Regions from separate parts of the Mus musculus genome. Here region 1 is linked to region 2. A link is a contact called in public Hi-C data. All regions are on one chromosome and are shown on one strand. Each heading gives the region's core, a stretch centred on a gene start, on an enhancer-like site or on the middle of the called end of the contact. The rest is flanking DNA. Distances are from core to core; before and after follow the strand shown.

The links. A called contact is a pair of places that touch in the nucleus more often than the background predicts.
Region 1: a Hi-C map of the N1E-115 cell line shows a contact between it and region 2, with 10 times the contacts expected there. The contact joins two enhancer-like sites. A contact is called at or near these places in 5 of 39 promoter capture datasets (the 3T3-L1 cell line, the C10 cell line, embryonic stem cells and 2 more), 11 of 15 datasets of contacts at CTCF or cohesin (CD8 T cells, the G1E-ER4 cell line, the NIH/3T3 cell line and 6 more), 230 of 484 Hi-C or Micro-C datasets (3T3-L1-derived adipocytes, the 4T1 cell line, the 63-12 cell line and 114 more), 39 of 115 datasets of contacts at active chromatin or transcription factors (the HPC-7 cell line, PVALB interneurons, Th17 cells and 26 more) and 4 of 9 other capture datasets (adipose tissue, embryonic stem cells, embryonic tail and 1 more).

What each region holds. Positions count from the first base shown.
Region 1 is chr2:6,159,331-6,164,182 of GRCm38.p6, reverse strand. No RefSeq gene overlaps it. Among named protein-coding and RNA genes, the nearest start is that of Gm10857, 29 kb to the right of the region's middle. Within about 2 kb of position 3,367, at least 37 of the 459 cell types and tissues checked have an H3K27ac peak or open chromatin away from gene starts, as enhancers often do. A contact at or near this core is called in the N1E-115 cell line, where this site is marked.
Region 2 is chr2:6,001,095-6,005,971 of GRCm38.p6, reverse strand. It overlaps Upf2 (UPF2 regulator of nonsense transcripts homolog (yeast)), which reads right to left. Exons shown (of 22, transcript NM_001081132.1): 9 at 2,319-2,427. Among named protein-coding and RNA genes, the nearest start is that of Upf2, 52 kb to the right of the region's middle. Within about 2 kb of position 3,356, at least 7 of the 459 cell types and tissues checked have an H3K27ac peak or open chromatin away from gene starts, as enhancers often do. A contact at or near this core is called in the N1E-115 cell line, where this site is marked.

The DNA.
Region 1 (4,852 bases), core at 2,118-4,617, 160 kb before region 2:
CTTCTCTTTTATGTTAGACTGTCATGTAGAATTTCAGCAGGAAACAGTACGTAGCTACTTTAGATTTCTTAAATGTTTTGGATGCTTGCCTAATGCTCCCTAAAGCAAAACACCTTTGAAGGGGAAAGAAATCATCGGCTGAAGAGTCAGGAAACTCATGGACAGATGTATATAGGCCGTATTAGCATCTGCTGGCTGCTATGACAAATGACTGCACACCCAGTGACCTGACAACTGAAATATGTGCTTCCCTTCAGATCTGGAGGTCAGAGTGTGAAATGGGTTTCACTACACTGTGAAGGTGTGGACAGAGCTACATTCCTTCTGGAAGACGCAAGGAAAATATTTGCTATTCCTTGGCTCATCCTTGACCAGCTTCTAGACACTACCAGCATTCTTTCACTTAAGAGTCAATTGGCACTTGCGTCATTCTGGCTTCTGTTTCCTGGTCCCATCTTGTTCTCTCCATCCTGACCCTCCTGCCCCCTCTTGATAATAGTCTCGGGATTGTATTAGACCTGCCCGCATAACCCAGGTAGCCTCCTTACCCCAGGAGCTGTCACCCAATCAGGTATACAAAGTTTCTTCTGCCAAGTAAATTAGCATAAACCCCAGACTTGGAGAGTTAAGGTATGGAGGGTGTGTTGTGATTCTGCCTCTCGTGGGCAGGAGAAAGCTGTAGCCCCACAGTTCTTAAGGCCTTACAGTCTCAACCCTGGGAGACCCAGGGTTCAAGAGGCTCAGGCACAGTAGCTGAGGGCTTCCTCTTGAAGTGGCCACTTACCACCACGCTCCCCACAGAGACAGAGGATAACCCTCTAGTGTTAGCCCTGCCTAACACGGTGGAAGGAAGGGGCTTGAGCAGCTTGGTAGAGCTCCGGGGAAGGCTTGGAAATAGCATCTTTATCCTTGCCTTTTGGCACACCTGAAGCAAAGGTAGGCAGGCAAAGTCAAGTAGTCTTACTTCCAAGAGGCTGTGTGCACCCCGAGGCATGATACCAATGCCCATGATTCACGCTGATCAGAAACACGCCAACAAGAGACTCGGGATGAGAAGAAGGAAGAAAGAAATCTGCTGAGCTGGCGGCGTGGTCTGTCTTTCCAAGCCAACAACAGGGAGGCAGGGTTCATGGCTGGCACTTGTCCCTACCCAGGAGGTGAGTTACCTGCATCTACCCTTCAGAACTCACTAAAGCAAAAAGGATTGACTAGAGAGGAAACACATGCCAGGAATTCCTGCCAGCCACTGGGTTTCAAGGGACCTTTCTGCTCTTCCTGCCACACCCAGAGGAGTTCAAGAAGTTAGCCAACCACAGAAGGAGGAGCCCAGGAGAGGCCGTGACAGAGACGTGTTTACTATGCTCACGGAAGCAGGCCTCACCCACACCTCCCCAGCTGGAGGGGAAACTGGAGCTGAACTTCAGAGCCACAGAGAGGCGGGGCAGGTCTCTGGAGAAGACTGGGGAAGGCTGTGGAGAGGGACTTTAATGATTGGGGCATTCATCTGGGCAAGACAGTCACCTGGGGAAGGGGTGCTATCTCACTAAGAGCTGTGCTGTGTCAGGAGACACACCTGAATGTTCTGAGCATGTGATCTGCCCACTCAGAAGGGCCTCCTGCAGTTTAAAGATCCGCAGTTGATACCTTGACCTTTTCTTTCTCTCCCCATCTTGCACTGGGTTGTAAAGTATGCAGCTGGTTCTTCAGGTAGTCCTTGCACGTGTGTTTGTAGGGCAAAGGATTAAGGAGGTTAGACAACTGCCAGGTTCCTTCATCATATAAAACAGAATTTCTTCTCATCCATTCATACTTCCTTACACACATACAGAGACAGAGACACAGTCAGAGATACAGACACACTGACAGAGACACAGAGAAAGAGAGACTCCCCTATACAATGGATCACACTAATCAGATGTCCAATGGTGCATACAGGATAGATCAGACCATGATTTATAGATCCTGAATGCTACTTGGTTGAATTTTAAAGGAATACTTTGGTCCTCAACTGACTGCCGGGGGGGGGGGGGGGAGTAGGATGGGGGGGGGAGTGGGATGGGGGAGGGGGGAATAAAAACCTCAAAATCAATCTGAACATTTGGAATTTAAGTTCTTGAACAACCCCAGAATATTATGTTGGAAGCTGGGCAAAGTGGCACATACCTTAGATCCCAGCACTCTGGTGGCAGAGGCAAATGGATCTCTGTGAGTTCTAGGTCGGGCTGTTCTATGTGGAGAATTCCAAGACAGACAGGGCTACATAATAGCTCTCTACCTGCTCCAATAGAAAAGAGAATATGGTTTTGAAAAACCAGAAGGAAGGGAAGACATCACTACAATGCTGTGATAGTATATGTGATAGTATATGTGATAGTATACGCTTGGGCTAGGGAGTGACAGTATTATAAGGTGTGGTCTTGTTAAAATAGGTGTGTCACTGTAGGTGTGTGTTTTAAGACCCTTACCCTAGCTGTCTGGAAGCCAGTGTTTTGCTAGCAGCCTTCAGATGAAGGTGTAGAACTCTCAGCTCCTCCTGCACCATGCCTGCCTGGATGCCACCATGTTCCTGCTTTGATGATAACAGACTGAACCTCTGAACCTGTAAGCCAGCCTCAATTAAATGTTGTCCTTTATAAGACTTCTCTTGGTCATGGTGTCTGTTTACAGCAGTAAAAACCCAAAGACAACAACCCTTGGGAACTGATGACAAGACTTGGAAGTTCTGGAGGGAATAGGAAGCATGAACACACCCACTGCGGTTCCAACTTGACCCGGACTGCTTCTCTGTGGGCAGGGAAAGACAGGAGGTGTCTTCTCAGGTGGGTAGCATAAAGCACTTTAAAGAGCTGGGAAGACTTCTTTTCTGCTAGTAATTGTCTGTTAAGAACGTTTGCTTCCCTGAAATTACTTCATTTGAGAAAAATAAATGGCTGTTCCTGAAAAACAAGACCTTGGAGTGCTGTTTGTCATCTTACTCTTGGTTAAAGGTGAATCGGGGTGGGTGGTAATAATCCAAATCAAGAGCCTCTGGACACAGGCACTAGGGCTCAGCCTGTAACTCCGGAGAGTGTGGCTTCAGCAAACCACCTCCTGCTTTGGGAAATCAGTTTCCTGTGTGTAAGATGAGAGAGTGGGGGTGGGATCAGGGATCAGTTTTCCTTTTCCTTTGTTTTGGGGTTTTGTTTTTCTCTTTTGAGACAGAGTATCAGTATGCAGCCTTGGCTGGTCCAGAACTCAGAGGGACCCACTCACCTCTGCTTCCTGAGTGCTGGGATTAAAGGCATGTGCCACCATACCCCACCAGATTGATTTATTCTTATGTGTATGGGTGTTTTGCCTGCATGTGTGTCTGTGCACCACATGTGTGGCTGGAGCTGTAAGAGGCCAGAAGAGGATTCCTGGGGCAGGATTGCAGATGACTGTGAGCCACCTTGTGGGTGTAGGGGATGTTTGAAATTTGATGCTCTGTGGTCCCCTGTTCACCATGTCCTGAAGAGATGACATTTGTGTCCCCACATGCTGGATGGGGGGGGGTCACCCAGAAGTGCCCCCCTTCAGAAGTGTTAAACAGGGTTTCAAAATTATTTAACTTATTTTGGTATAATGTTTTAAAAACCCAAAGGAGGCCGGAAAGATGGCTCAGCAGTTAAGAGCACTGACTGCTCTTCAGGGGACCTGGATTCAACTCCTAGAACCCCCGTGGTGGCTCACAACTGTCTGTGCCTCCACTTCCAGAGCTTCAGTGCTCCCTTCTAGACTCTGTTAGCACCAGGTCTACAAAGTGGTGCACACTGGGAAAACACCTATACACATACAAATTTTTTTTTTAAATAATAATTTTATAGAAAAAGAAAACCCAAAGAGAGTTATGATACTTTACCTAGGGGACGAAGGTACATATTTTATTCAAACAAAACTTCAACTATAATCTCAGCACATTGCCACACCCCTTCGAAGCCTGGGCTAAGGGCTCTTAAGAGCAAACAAACTTTGGACAAGCCATGAGACCACAAAGAGCTTCAATTTCTAGGGCTCATCTCTAATTGTAGGTTTCTCCTCTTTAGGGGATAGAGGGGGAAGGTCTGGATTAAAAACCAGACCTAGAAAATGCCATTACAGAAAATGAGCCCTGTTCATCTCTGAGGAAGGCTAAGCAAGTAAACTTATCTCCTAGCAGACGCTGGGGCCCAAAGGAAAGAATGGCCAATTATAGACATTAATATTTATCATAGTCAGAGAGGGGCAGACTGCAGGAAATGATTAGCAAGATTGCAGTGGCCATTATAACCCAGGACAGGAAGCTGAGCCAGAAGGTTTGTCTCCTTAGTTAACGTGGAGGACATCCCACATCATGCCTCTAAGGGACCTTAATTCCTCATCAGAAAGTCTCCTTGGAGACCATCCCAGGAGGTATCTGCCCCTCTCCCTCTTGGAAAACAGAGAAGGAATTCAGTTATAAGAGCTAAGTGCTGTTTTCCTGGCTCTCAGAGTATTTGTGCTTACTGTTCATTCAGAAATTCAATTAAGCCAGCTTGCAGAGAAACTACCAGGGTCTGGGGTCTGAATGCACTTGACAGGTCCCTGTGCTGAGAACAGAGGTCACATGGTTAGTGTGGCCCTTGGTGTCTCTCAGACTGTTCTGTGGCATTGGAAGATAGATGGGTAGGGTGGCCAAGCACTCGGGGCAGGACTGTCAATCATCTCCTCCTACTACAACTGGTATGCTTATGAGCTCACTAGTTACTTAGTGGGAAGTGACATTTGATGCAAAACGGAAGAGTCTACCTTGTGCAAGAAGGACCCATGCAGTGAACCCATGTGTCCCCGTGTAGGTTTCTAAAGGCAGCAACTG
Region 2 (4,877 bases), core at 2,107-4,606:
CAAACAAAAAGGTAGGGCAAAGACTAAGGGTACAAACCCAACTTAAAAAAAAGATTAAAGAAAATGAACTGGCAGCATACAGGGAAGAATATTCTAATAATATTTAGGCTAGGTACTGGGCGTACCTGGTTTATCTCACGTAATTCTAAAGACACATACTGCTTCAAAGAGCAAAATTATTCTCCTTGAATAGATGTTCCAGCACCTGCGTAACTAAGTCCAAGTCACAATGTCAACATGGTGGAGCCAGCATGATGTCCTCTAAAAAAAATAATCAGCAGAATCCAGTAGTTTAGAATCTACAAGAACACCAACTAATGAGTAATCATGACAACTTAGTGGTCTCTATCAAGGGTGTTGCTGTGAAGATTTTAGAAAAAAATTATATCCTAAAAAATTCCAATAAAAAGGAAAAACAAAAAAATAGGATATGGTAACACACGTTACCCCAAAATCCCAGAGCAAGGTCTTCCCTCTAAATTCAAGGTCATCTCCGCTACACAGTGAGCTGGAGGCTAGCCTGGGACACTACACAGTGAGCTGGAGGCTAGCCTGGGACACATGAATCCCTGTCTCCAAACAAGGAAATGAAAGATGAGTGTTGTAGGGTGTACTACGTTAACCAGATGTTACTATGTGGGTTTTAGAGCTGCTACTTTTTCGTTTGATATAGTACATCAAGCACAGTTAAAGTCTAACAGAACTAACTTACAACAGAAGGTTTGCAGAATAAGGTAGGAGAGATCCTGAGAGAGATGGAAAAATAATCAATTACCTCAACTAACTATTCTGAGAACAGTGGGCTCCGAAGATTGCAGCAGTATAAACTATGCCAATCCTTTCAACTTCCACTTCAATTTGCATGGTAAGAGAGAGATACATTCATAGAATGCTCTTAATTTTTAAGTTTTTCACCAAATGTACTAATCATACTTAGTCCAACAATTTGTGTTTTGCTTAATTCGGAGTTTGGTTGGTAAAGCAATGCAGACAATTGATATAGCATTTTCATAGTGCTCACTGGTGTAAAAGCTCCTCATTGGTACAAGGGATCAATTACACAGCCAGGAATATGGCTTCTGCTGTATCTATTCCTGAAGTAGCAGCATTTATCAAAGTGTGTTCTTTACGGGGTATATACTCATACTCCTTTAGGACAGTCACAGAGCACAGTTACCCTCACAAAGTTTTCTCAAGTTTTACATGAAAACAAAACTGTTAAGTTTTAATGAGCTCAGTGTTTCCCAAGTTCTCTAAACACAGAAAGCTTACCTGACTCACTACTGCTTATGAAAAATCTAAAACACTTAAGCAAAAATAGCCCAGGAAAATCTCAATCAACAAAGATAGTAACAAACACTTATTAAAAGAAGTAATTAGAGACCATTCTGTCCCTCATGTGATTTTCTTGCTCTGAATTCAAAGCACTCACACTACAGTAAGTCTACAATCATACAGGTATACAATCATAATTTATTATTTTCCGCTTGCTTTTTTATTTGTGTCTTATTTTTTGAGCTATATTGTGAGGTTATCTGCTGACTGGTGCAGTTGAGTGGTCACTGAACACAGTAAAGAATAGCTTTACTGGCCTTCCAAACAACTTACTCTAAAGTTTTGTAAACAGAACTTCAAGTTGTTCCATAGGCTAGCAATGTCCACGACCAGACTCTAGCAGTGTCATTACCACCTACCACCAAGTATTTGAAGGTCTGCAACCTTACTTCCATAAGGTGACTGGGTAAGTAAGCCAGGAGAGCCACTAACATAGTCCAGCTGTAAAACTGGAAAGGAAGGGAGCTACCTGATAAAGAGCTGCTGTTTACCAGCATGCTCTTTAAAGAACTTAACACTACCCAAGATAAAAACTGTGAAGGCAATTATCAATAAGTCACAGGCAACAGGAGAATTCATTGGTGCCTTAGAATTTAAGAAAGCTGTTACACTTTCGACTTTTGGAACTCGACATCTAAAGGGGCACTTATGGGCCAGCATACCCAACTGTCTTCCAGGCTAATTCTCTTTCTTCTGGGGTCAGCAGTAAGACCTTGGAGAATAATCTTTAATTCACGACAAGAAAAGGTACAATACCTACTGTGGGAGGACAAGACCGTAACAACAGCTCCCCTCCCAGCTGGAACAGCACTAGCAACTCTTTAAACTTTGTTAAGCATACCTACACTTTAAAATTTTTAAATTTCATAAATTCTCAACTGTTGTGTCACTATCAATGCTTATCAACAACATTATGCTCAAAGATTCCTCACTCGACTTATTAGAACATATAATTATTACAAAATAAATGCTTAAATACATACATGAAATCTGAAATCCCCCCTCAGCATGGAACAAAGATCCTCTGCTACATCAGACATGCAGGGGTGCAAGGTAGCAACCAATCTTGCATAAAATGGTAGCAAATCCAACCTGCAAAAGTTATATGTAATATGTGTAAAAAGAAAGACACACCAGAAATAATTCATTTTAAAACTTTAACTTTCTCAGATTTACTCGCATAGTAAATAATTTCTTAAAAAAAAAAATCAATCACCATTCAGATATGCCAAATTTATTGCCATTATGAAGTTCCTAAAAATTCAGTACGCCTTGTAAAAGTGGACTAATAACCTGGCATTTCCTAGTCTGTATTTCAACTAAGTGTGTAATTTTGATATATGAAATACTATGTGAAGAAAATGCATTCTGACATGACTTAAATTTTTAATTACATAATTGCTCAGTAACAAAATACTTACAAACCTAAAGCCAACCTCAATACTGCAAACCAGAATTCTTTCAAACTGCTGCCTGTATGTACCCAGGGGTAAGGCATTTGTAAATCTCAGTTTCTGAAGTAAGAAAGTAACCAAGAACTAAAAGTACTCATGAGATATTAACATAATGCCAAGAAGTCTGAGCAGACTTTGTTCATCACAAACCCATCCAGACCCTCCTTGCCCACGTGTCAGTGGCAATGTGCTCCACTCATGCTGCTGCCCCTCCCCCGACAGAGACTCTTTCCCGTCAGTGTGGATGCAGCTCCAGAATCCTGCTTACTTACTCTAATACTCCAGGCAGCCACTGCTGATGGGAATCAACACAAACTACAACTTATTTCCATTCCCATCACAGCTCATATCATACACACCTTGAGTATTCATCCATTCCACACACAGGCTGGGGAGGAGGAGCAGTAAAAGGAAACAAAGGCAGCTACACAGGCAACAGCAGGACCAACAGTGCAGAGATGGGAAGTAAACACTACAAACAGCACCAATACAAGCCATGCGTGCTAGCTGGACGCGCATAGAACACAGACAAATAACCCTACAGTTTATAACCATCCCCACATAGAGCCCTGTACCACTCACTAGGGTAGAAAAACAAATGGGTCATTATCACTAAAGGACTTCCTGTCATCACAGGCTGTAAATTAGATTTGGAATTAGAATTACTGACCCTTAGACAAAGGCTGGAGATGTGAGATTATGGGAAGGAAAAGTAAATTTAGGGCTAAAATCTTAAAAACTTCTTTTTTCTTTAACCCCCTATAATTTCTCTCAAAATATTTAAGTTTTAACATTTTGTTTTTAAACAAAACTTTTCCATGCATGATAAGAGTGTCCCTTAACCTCAGAATGTCTACTATTATAAAAAGGGAAGAGGACTGTCTATTCACAAGGTAGAAAAATAAGTTATAAACAAAAACACTATATTCTAAACAAAACCCGAAGGCCAGCGAGATGGCTCAGTGAATTAAAGTAGCTGCTGTCAAGCCAGGAAACCCAAATTCAAACCACGTGACCCACACAGTGGAGGGAAAGGACCAGTTCCCCTACACTGCTCTCTGACATTCATACACACACTGTGGCACATGTAAATACGTGCAATTTAAATTAAAAAAACCTTAATCATTAAAAGAAAGTAACACGGTAGGGCTAGTCCCTATCCTAATATACATACACATATATTATTCAACTTGTTAATAATGACAACCTCTCTATGAGATGGCTACTATAGTCACCATGTCTGAAATAATAAGACAGATTCAAGACTGTGGTAGCTATCTTCTCATATTTAAATAAATTTTAAAAATCATATTTTTAAAAATATTTGAAAGTGTTTTGAACATAAACATTTATCATCAAACTTTAGATATATTTAAAAATAATTTAAAGGTTTATCTGTTGGAAGTTAAGCATACAAAATAGACATGATGAGAGTCATATCATTCCATGATAAAATTACAATACTAAGGTATTCCTTAAGATTTCCTGGGTGTTGCTACTGATGTTAAAAAAAAATCCTGGAGGATTGGATAAATGGCTTTGTGGTTAAGAGTGCTTACTGTTCTTGCAGAGGACCCACATTTGGTCCCCAACACCACACACATACCTGTAACTCCAGATCCAAAGGACTTAATTCCCCTCTGACTTCAAATGGCTCATATACACAAGCAGTACACTCATACACACACACACACACACACACACACACACACACTTTGTATGTCAGATAGTTAACTTTCAACAGAGAAACCTTTAAAATATACTCAAGCATTTTTATCTATCTATCTGAAACAAATACATACTTTTATTAAAACACAACACAACACAATACAACACCCTGGAACAAATGAACTCTTTATTTTCTTATATTAACCAGATAGATTTATACTAGCCTGCATATTATAAATTGTCTCCAAAATAGTAGGTTCTTTGTTTTCCATCCACACTCATTTTAACAGCATGTGGTCTTTTCAATTAATAATCAATTGTTAAGCCAGGTGTGGTCGCGCACACCTTTAATCCCAGCACTTGGGAGGCAGAGGCAGGTGGATTTCTGAGTCAAGGCCAGCCTGGTCTACAAAGTGAGTT